2 separate regions of the Mus musculus genome follow, and region 2 is linked to region 1. A link is a contact called in public Hi-C data. All regions are on one chromosome and are shown on one strand. The core of a region is the stretch at or near the end of the contact, and the rest is flanking DNA. Distances in the headings are between cores, read along the strand shown.

Evidence for each region. A called contact is a pair of places that touch in the nucleus more often than the background predicts.
Region 2: a Hi-C map of colon epithelium shows a contact between it and region 1, with 9 times the contacts expected there. The contact joins the enhancer-like site here to the promoter of Tmem45b in region 1. A contact is called at or near these places in 2 of 39 promoter capture datasets (embryonic stem cells and liver), 19 of 484 Hi-C or Micro-C datasets (8-cell embryo, Sertoli cells, adipose-derived mesenchymal stem cells and 12 more), 3 of 115 datasets of contacts at active chromatin or transcription factors (embryonic stem cells, intestinal crypt epithelium and intestinal villus epithelium) and 1 of 9 other capture datasets (liver).

Annotation. Positions count from the first base shown.
Region 1 is chr9:31,462,974-31,467,047 of GRCm38.p6, forward strand. Tmem45b (transmembrane protein 45b) reads right to left here and starts at 1,265. Exons shown (of 6, transcript NM_144936.1): 1 at 1,193-1,265.
Region 2 is chr9:31,539,456-31,543,553 of GRCm38.p6, forward strand. No RefSeq gene overlaps it. Among named protein-coding and RNA genes, the nearest start is that of Gm31408, 18 kb to the right of the region's middle. Within about 2 kb of position 2,581, at least 11 of the 459 cell types and tissues checked have an H3K27ac peak or open chromatin away from gene starts, as enhancers often do. A contact at or near this core is called in colon epithelium, intestinal crypt epithelium and uterus, where this site is marked.

The DNA.
Region 1 (4,074 bases), core at 15-2,514:
TGGTAAGAGGGAAGAACGTTTGGTTTCTGTAATACTATTACAGGTACTGTGCAACCAGATAAAACCTTGCTCGATGCTCATCCTTTGTTAAAACAGTGGTTCCTATTCAGTGCAGCGGTACTATCCGTCTCTTGTCTTTTCCGGAGACTATAGAACAGCAGGTGACCACATTATTACTAAGCCAACAAACTGTCATAAAGAGCTGCCTCTTTGGCGTTCAAAATCCAGTCTCTACTGCGTAGAAAGCTCATATTGACAAAAAAACCGAAAGCGTAGGTTGCTTGTGAACAATAAACCATAGTAGCTATTTAGATAGGTGTGTAGTTAGATAAAATGCATCTGCCTTCCCAGCTTTGATAACTATGCTAATCCCAAAGTCAAATAGAACCCAGGGAAGGGCGACAGGGGGAGCAGTGTGTGGGGGGCAGGAAAGATGGAACGAAGCAGCAAGCAGCAGCCGTTGCTGAGACCTTAGGCGAGGCAACTGCTCTTACGCTTTTAAAGTTCCATTTTATGAGGCCCCACCTTTCCCTGCTGAAGTACAGATCTTTTTTTTTCCCATTACGGTGGGCCTTGTCTCCACTCAGTCCCTCTGGATTCAGGCAGGTGCCCCCACTTTCAGGCTCTCCTTGCTAAGGCCAAGGCTTTACTCTTGGCTTTTAGAAGCGGAGGCCAAACGATGGCCTGGAGGAGCTGTTATCAACCGTCTCTCATTATCAGACTTCCCGGCCTGAGGAATGTATCTGGTTCCTGTATTTATGGAGTCTTAGCGACAGATGGGGTGCAAGTGAGCGCGAGTCATTCTGGCACCCTGAAAACAACTCGAGGTCTCCTTAATAGGCACACCACCTAAGGTGGAGCGCCTGCTTCCCTGAGAATGAATGCCAGGCTTCGCACCTAGTCACCTAGTCGCAGTAACGCTGTGGACCCGAATCGTTCCAGGACCCCGGGGACAGTACAGAGGAGCAACTCCCGGGGGGAGCTGGTGAGGAGGACTACTCCTAGCCCCGAAGGGGCTAACCAACGGCTTCCTAGGTACTAGACTCCCTCTGCACTCCAGCACCCTCCCTCCATCTGAGTGAGCGCTTCTCTGTCTCCTTCCTGAGGATCCGACTCCGGATCCTCACCTCCCTTCCCAGGTGGTGCCTCCCTTTCTCCCGGCCCTGAGCCCCTGACCCAGCGGGAATCCTACCTCTTCCGAGCCTCAGAGGTGTCCACTTGCCAGCTTCGGTCACACGTGTGACCGCGGGTGCCCAGGAGGTGCAAGCGTCTGCACCCTGCCCCGCCCGGCCCCGCCCGCTGCAGGAGCTGGCAACCTCAGATGGCCCTAACCCTGCTGCTAGCACGACCTCAGGTGGCTCAGCACAGTACTTTTCTTCCAAGCACCTTTTCCCTGCTTCCGAGTGTCCCCTGTTTCTGAGAGTCCCCTGCTTCAGAGAGTCCCCTGCTTCAGAGAGTCCCCTGCTTCAGAGAGGCTTTCGGGGACCACAGGCACTCCTTTAAAAGTGTGTTCCCGAAAGCCCAGCCAGGTTCCTGGATCATCCAGGTGCACTACTTATGGAGACTTCCTGTTATGCAAAGCGATTTCTGGCCTGGGAGGAAGGGAATGCTCTGAGTGGGACTAGCTCTGAATTTCTCCAGCCAGGAAAACCACAGCTAACACGCAGGACAAATAGTCACTGACCACTCACCGCCAAGGAAGGCTCCGGTGGATGATACGTGGGCTTCTTCTTTTCCATTCTATTCTTTTCTACATCCATCCATCCATCCATCCATCCATCCATCCATCCATCCAATCAATCTTCTTTGTGCACGTTTGACAAAAATCTGTCAGGTGGGCACAGTTCTGGATTGGCATGAGAGGAGTTCCCGGGTGGTGTTTAAGATGCTGCAATAGTGGCTGCTCTCTGTAGCACTTGTAGCTAAGAGACTGACCTTATTTTGCACCGTTGCTGCCCCTTGTACTTCCTAAAGACATGAAGAGAATGCCAGCACTAAAGCTCTCTGCACACTCAGAGAAAGAACTCAGGGAGAGATACTAGCAGAGGAACCTCTGAAAAGCTGCTGTGTTTTCAAAAACGATATAAAAATCTGTATTCTCAGCTTGGGGACTAGCCCTCAGAGCAAAGGATCAGGTCCCGTCCTGGAGTGTGTCCACACCTGCAGATTTTGAAACAGAGGAAAGGGAGTAGCCCTACACAGTCATCAGCCAGGGAGAGGCTGCACTTGGTCACCAGTTCCTTCTGACGCTTTCTGCTCAGGACTGTTTTACTTTCCTTATAGGCTAAGATCTCGAGACAGCCGTGTGCAGTTTTATTGATAGAGCTACTGGTTGGTAAAGATGCTTTGACAGTTTCATTTATGTTTTGTGAGGCAGGGTCTTATGTAGCCCAGGTGTGCCTCTACCTTACCATAGAGCCACAGATGACTTTAGGTTTCTGGTCCTCCTGCTTGTACCTCACAAGCACTGGGATTGCAGGTGTGCACCCCTCTGTGTCTGGTTTATATAGTTCTAGTGGTTGAACACAGGGTTTGGTACAAGCTAGAAGAATACCAATTGAACTGCATCCTCAGCCCAGAGATTGTGTGTGTGTGTGTGTGTGTGTGTGTGTGTGTGTGTGTGTGTGTGTGTATGTACATGCGGAGGCTAGGTCCATGTTGGGTGTGTTCTCTCACCTTCCACCTAATTTTTGAGATGAAGTCACTCACTGACTATGGAGCTTGCTCACCTGTTCAGTTAGATTATGGGCCAAGCAAACTTTAGGGATCCTCTCTTGTCTGCAGTGAGAATACGGGGATGTGCAGCCCGCTTCCCGCCTAGCATTTTATATGAATTCTGGGGATCAGAACCTAAGCCCTCATTCTTGCCCCACAAGCACTTTACCAATGGAGCTACCTCCCCAGCCCTGAGATACTTAGGACCTCTGGCTCAAATTTAGCATCCAAATATTAAGACACACCAGTTTTTAAAGTATACCTTTGACGGTCGTTAACTTCATTGATCAACAGTTTTAATAAAAATCAAACAGTTTCAATGAAGTAGTGACAAGTATCAGGAAATCAACTTTGAAATAATACAATAATATGAATTATTATCAAATTGTTTTCTGATAAAGAGAGAACTCCCAAGTGGTGACACATATTTGTATAATCTTACCATTCAGGAGCTAGAGGCAAAGGGATTTCAAGTTCAAGGGCAATCTGGGCTTCACGGACTCTCAAAACACAAAAGTAGGGATGAAGGGGTGGCACAGCAGTTAGGAGCACTGGCTACTCTTCCCAAAGACCTGGGTTCAGTTCTCAACACCCACATGGCATCTCACAATGATTTATAACTCCAGTCTCTTAGGATCTAATTTTCTCTTCAGGCACCGCACAATTTGTACAGGGACATATATGCGGGCAAAACACCCATACGTGTAAAATAAAAATAAGCAATAATTTAAAACGCTCCAAATAACACAAAGAAATAAAACAGAGTGGTATCTGATATGTCCTTGTGTGGACTTTAACAAAGGAGGGTGGTCTTTTTAGTCTCAGAAGGACAAATGATGTGCGTCCTCAGATGTAGAATCTAAATAAATATACAAAAAATGTGAAAGGAGACTATGTGAAAGATGGTAGGGGATCTAAAGGAGGGGAAAAGGAGAAACATGAGAAGATAATAGGGAGAAGGAAGGCAAAAATAATTGCTTGCTTTCAGTCAGGATTACACGGGAGAGCTGTGGGAGGGGAAGGGGGGAGGGAAGGAGGACCAGGCAAATACCAGCAAGTTACAATGTCACCTAGGTATGAAACTGTCATTTGAAATCCATTATTTTATGTTCTAACTGAAAACGAAATAGAAGAACGGCATGGGAAATGGTTGATTTTTGTAGATGTTACGAGCATAACTGTGTTAAAAAGCTTTCAACATTGGGGCTGGCGAAGTGGATCAGCAGTCAAGAGTGCTTGCTGTTTTTCTAGAAGCTTGGTTTCCAGCCTCCAGTGGCACAGCTCACAACTGCCTGTAACCACAGCTCCAGTAATCAAAGTCATTTCCTAGTCTCTGTAGGCACCTGCACATACATAGCA
Region 2 (4,098 bases), core at 1,331-3,830, 78 kb after region 1:
CAGGATGGCAGGCCTGAGTCCCCATACCCTGCTCTCTACACATACAATGTATATATTATAAATGTATTTATGCTATATGTACATTAGTAATATAAAACATTAATTTTGCTTTTCTCAAGAACCCAGTCTAATATATTCTGATTAACAATTTTCAATGAATTTGAAAAACTAGAGTTTTTTTGTTTGTTTGTTTTAAGAGACAGGGTTTCTGTGGTAGCCCTGGCTGTCCTGGAGTTCACTCTGTAGACTAGGATGGCCTCGAACTCACAAAGACCCAACTGCCTCTGCCTCCTGAGTGCTGGGATTAAAGGAATGTGTCACCATGTCCGACTCACTCTTGCATTTTTATGTATGTATTTGTATATGTTTATGTGTATGTGGGTATACTTGTATCTGTGTATGCATGTATGTGGAGGTGTTTCTCATGCACTGTCCACTTCTCTCTCGCCCTCCCTGCCTCTCTCTCTCTCTCTCTCCTTCCTTCCTTCCTTCCTTCCTTCCTTCCTTCCTTCCTTTCTTTCTTTCTTTCTTTCTTTCTTTCTTTCTTTCTTTCTTTCTTTCTTTCTTTCTTTCTTTCTTTCTCTCTCTTTCTCTCTCTCTCTTTCTCTCTCTCTTTCTTTCTTTCTCTCTTTCTCTCTTTCTCTCTTTCTTTCTTTCTTTCTTTCTTTCTTTCTCTCTCTCTTTCTCTCTCTCTCTCTTTCCTTCTTTCTCTCTCTCTTTCTTCTTCCTTCCTTCCTTCCTTCCTTTCTTTCTTTCTTTCTTTCTTCCTTCCTTCCTTCCTTCCTTCCTTCCTTCCTTCCTTCCTTCCTCTCTCTCTCTCTCTCTCTCTCTCTCTCTCTTTCTTTCTTTCTTTCTTTCTTTCTTTCAAGACAAGGTCATTTTCTGGCCTAGAACTCACCTAGTAGGTAGGGCCAGTGAGTCATAGGTATCTGCCTCTCTCTACTTCCCAGAGTCTGTATTATAAGCTTGTGTCATCATATCTGATATTTTTTAAAATTTGAATTCTGGGGCATGAACTCGGGTTCTAATGTTTTCTAGGCAAGCATTTTACTCGATGACCTATTCTACTGTCTCATAGCCTAGTCACCCTCCCTCCCTGCCTTCATTTCTGTCTTTCTTTTGTGTATATATGTAATATATATGTATGTATGTATACATGTGAGAGTGTATGTGTGTGCATGTGTAGACCAGAGGTCAACCTTAGGTGTTGGACCTCAGGGCGGAGCAGGCTAAGCTGGTTAGCAAGCTCAAGTCATCAGTCTGGATCCAGCTTCCCAGTGCTGCCTCTACAAGTGTGTGTCGGCACACCTGGCATTCTTACGCAGGAGCTGGGTCAAACTTATGTCTTCTTGCTTGCATGGCAAGCATCACTGACCCAGCCATCTTCCCAGCCCACCATTTAACTGTCTTTCTCGGGACTGGAGAGATGATTCAGCGGTTGAGTATACCACACAAAACGGTCATTGTTAAACAGGTAGAAGTAGGAAAATCTCTGGGGTTGGAGAGATGGCTCAGCAGTTGACTGCTTATTGTTCTTAGGGAGAGTGAGGGTCCAGTCACCGGCAGTTACCAGTCTATAACTCCAGTTCCAGGGGAAGGGATGCCTTCTTATGGCTCCACAAACTTGTGCAGTCATAAACCCACACAAACAAGCACACAAATGTGCAAATAAACAATTAAAAAATTCTCCTCCTCCTCCTCTTCCTCCTCTTCCTCCTCCTCCTTTTTCTGTAGGACAAGCTGGGAAGGCTTTCCTAAGTCTGTGGGGCTTAAGAGCCACGAGGTAAGAAAAGACCCATCAAAGCTGAAGAGACCTCTTCTCTTCGTCACATAAAAGATAGTTTTATGAACTGTCTATATCTTTTGTTACATCTCGACGATTTTTCAAACATCCTGTGAAAATCACGTTCTTCCACAGTTCCTCTCCCACCAGGATGGTTGCAGTCTGGGATTTTTTTGAGGTTTGCTTTTATGCTTGAATAAGGCAGATCTAAGGCAACTTAACCTCAGGAGCTAACTTAGCCATGTGGAGGCCACACACTTGGAGAACTGCACCAACACCTCACACACACACCATCACAGTGGTTCCCAACCTTCCTAATGCCGCGGCCCTTTAAAGTGCTTCCTCGTTTTGTGTGTGCCTCCAACCATAGAATTATTTCGGTTGGTACTTTACAACTGTAATTTTGCTACAGGTATGAATCATAATGTAAATATTTTTGGAGATGGAGGTTTGACAAGGGGGTCATGACCCCATGGGTTGACAATGATTATACTAGAGGGTCTGGCCAGTCTAGCTTGTGAGAATCCTGTTTCCCATGTGACCTGAAACAGCTTTGCTCATTCCTCTCCCATTCCCCCCAGCATCGTGGCTTCTTTGTGCACATCACAGTGCTTAGCTCTGGGACCTCTCTGGGGTCCCAGGAGACGTCCCTCCTTGGATATTTGGCTTCCTTCCCATGCTTTGCAGCAGGAGCTCTGACCTTTGTCTCTTTAACCAGGAAGTATGTTTGGCTGGAAGTTCTCCAGGCAGTGAGGTGGCACAGGGGTTGCCCAGGCCACCTGTTTTCTTCCTCTCAGTGACCACTGCTCTGCACTGCCACGTCACACACTTTGCTCTACTTTTAGTTTTGAAAGTGGGAGAGGTAACTCCAGACTCTGATGTTCTATCCTGCCTGCAAGTGGCATTCTGTCTGGCTGACCGTTTGCATCTCTCAGCAGTTGTCTCTCTTCTTACCTTGTTGTTTTTGCTGGAAGACTATTACACACGAAGAAGATTGCAATCACAAAGCTAGATGAGTTTTCTTAATTTGTGGGTGTAACAATTTACATTTATATTCCAGAATTCCCATTCTGGAACGACCCTTACGTTTCTGGAAGGGATGCCTCTGCATCAGGACTAATTTTACATGATTAAAAAATACTGGTGGAGTCTCATGGGACATGCCTGTAATCCAGGCTCTTTGGAGAAAAAGGAAGGAAGATTGCAAGTTCAAGGCCAGCCAAGGGATACATAGCAAAACCTAGAAGCAGCCTGTCTGGATTGAGAGCATCTAAGGAACTCACAAAGATTTACAAGTTGGTGCTATGTAGAGGATTTTGGCTTTTGCCCCCTCCAATAAATCCATTAAATATTTTCATGGTCTCTCTGACAGTTTAGAGGTCTCTTTCACTTTTTTTTTTTAACGTTTGGAAGCGTTTTCAGTTCTCCACATGTTACATTGTTCACTGTGTGCTAATACTCTGTTTGTTCCCAGCATTTCCCGTGCTTCAGTCTGCGTGCCTCGAGTTCTTCTGTTTCCAAGCTCATCATTTCGTTCCTGTCCATCTCATTTGTTGTATTTTCATGATTATCATGTAGTTTTTCTTTTTGACACTGTGGATTTAGTCTCAGAAGTGCAATTTAGTCAATCAACGGATTCATTCATTCAAAGACGGAATCTTGTTATCGTGTATGGCATAGACTGGCTATAAATTCCTGATATTCCTGTTTTGGCCTCCTGGGTAGCCAGGACTACAGGAGTGGATCATCAGTGGATCATACAGGATCGTTTGCCCCTCCCCTCTCTTTCTTCCTTCCTCCTCCTTCCTCTTCCTCCTTTGCCCTCCTCCCCCCCTCCTCCTCCCCTCTCTTCCTTTTTCCTCCTTTGGCCCTTCTCCCTCCCCTTTCTTCCCTCCCCTCTTTCCCCCACTTCTCTTTTTCTGTTTCTCGTGCTTGAAACCCACTCGCAGCCTTCTGCACAAAGCTGACCTACATCCTAAGCCCTTGATTTATTTTTGAAAACTGTCTTCCACCTATTCAGCTGTAGTCTCTTCTCTGACTTCTTGAATATAGAGCACATGGCTGCTGTGATGATTTTGTCTCCTAATTCTAACCTGCTAATTGTAAAGTCTGTGTCATTCCTCGGTCAGTTTTCATAATTGCTTTTCTCTCCAAACCGTGTTTTTCCTGCACCTTTGCATATCTCTTAACCTTTTTTTTTTTTTTTTTTTTTTTAAATTGGGTTCGTGACATCACGGATTTACCTGGCTGGCCTCTACAGCAACCGCTATGCCTGCAGAGCTGTCACAGAGCGCCCTCTTGTGGCTGCAGCGTGG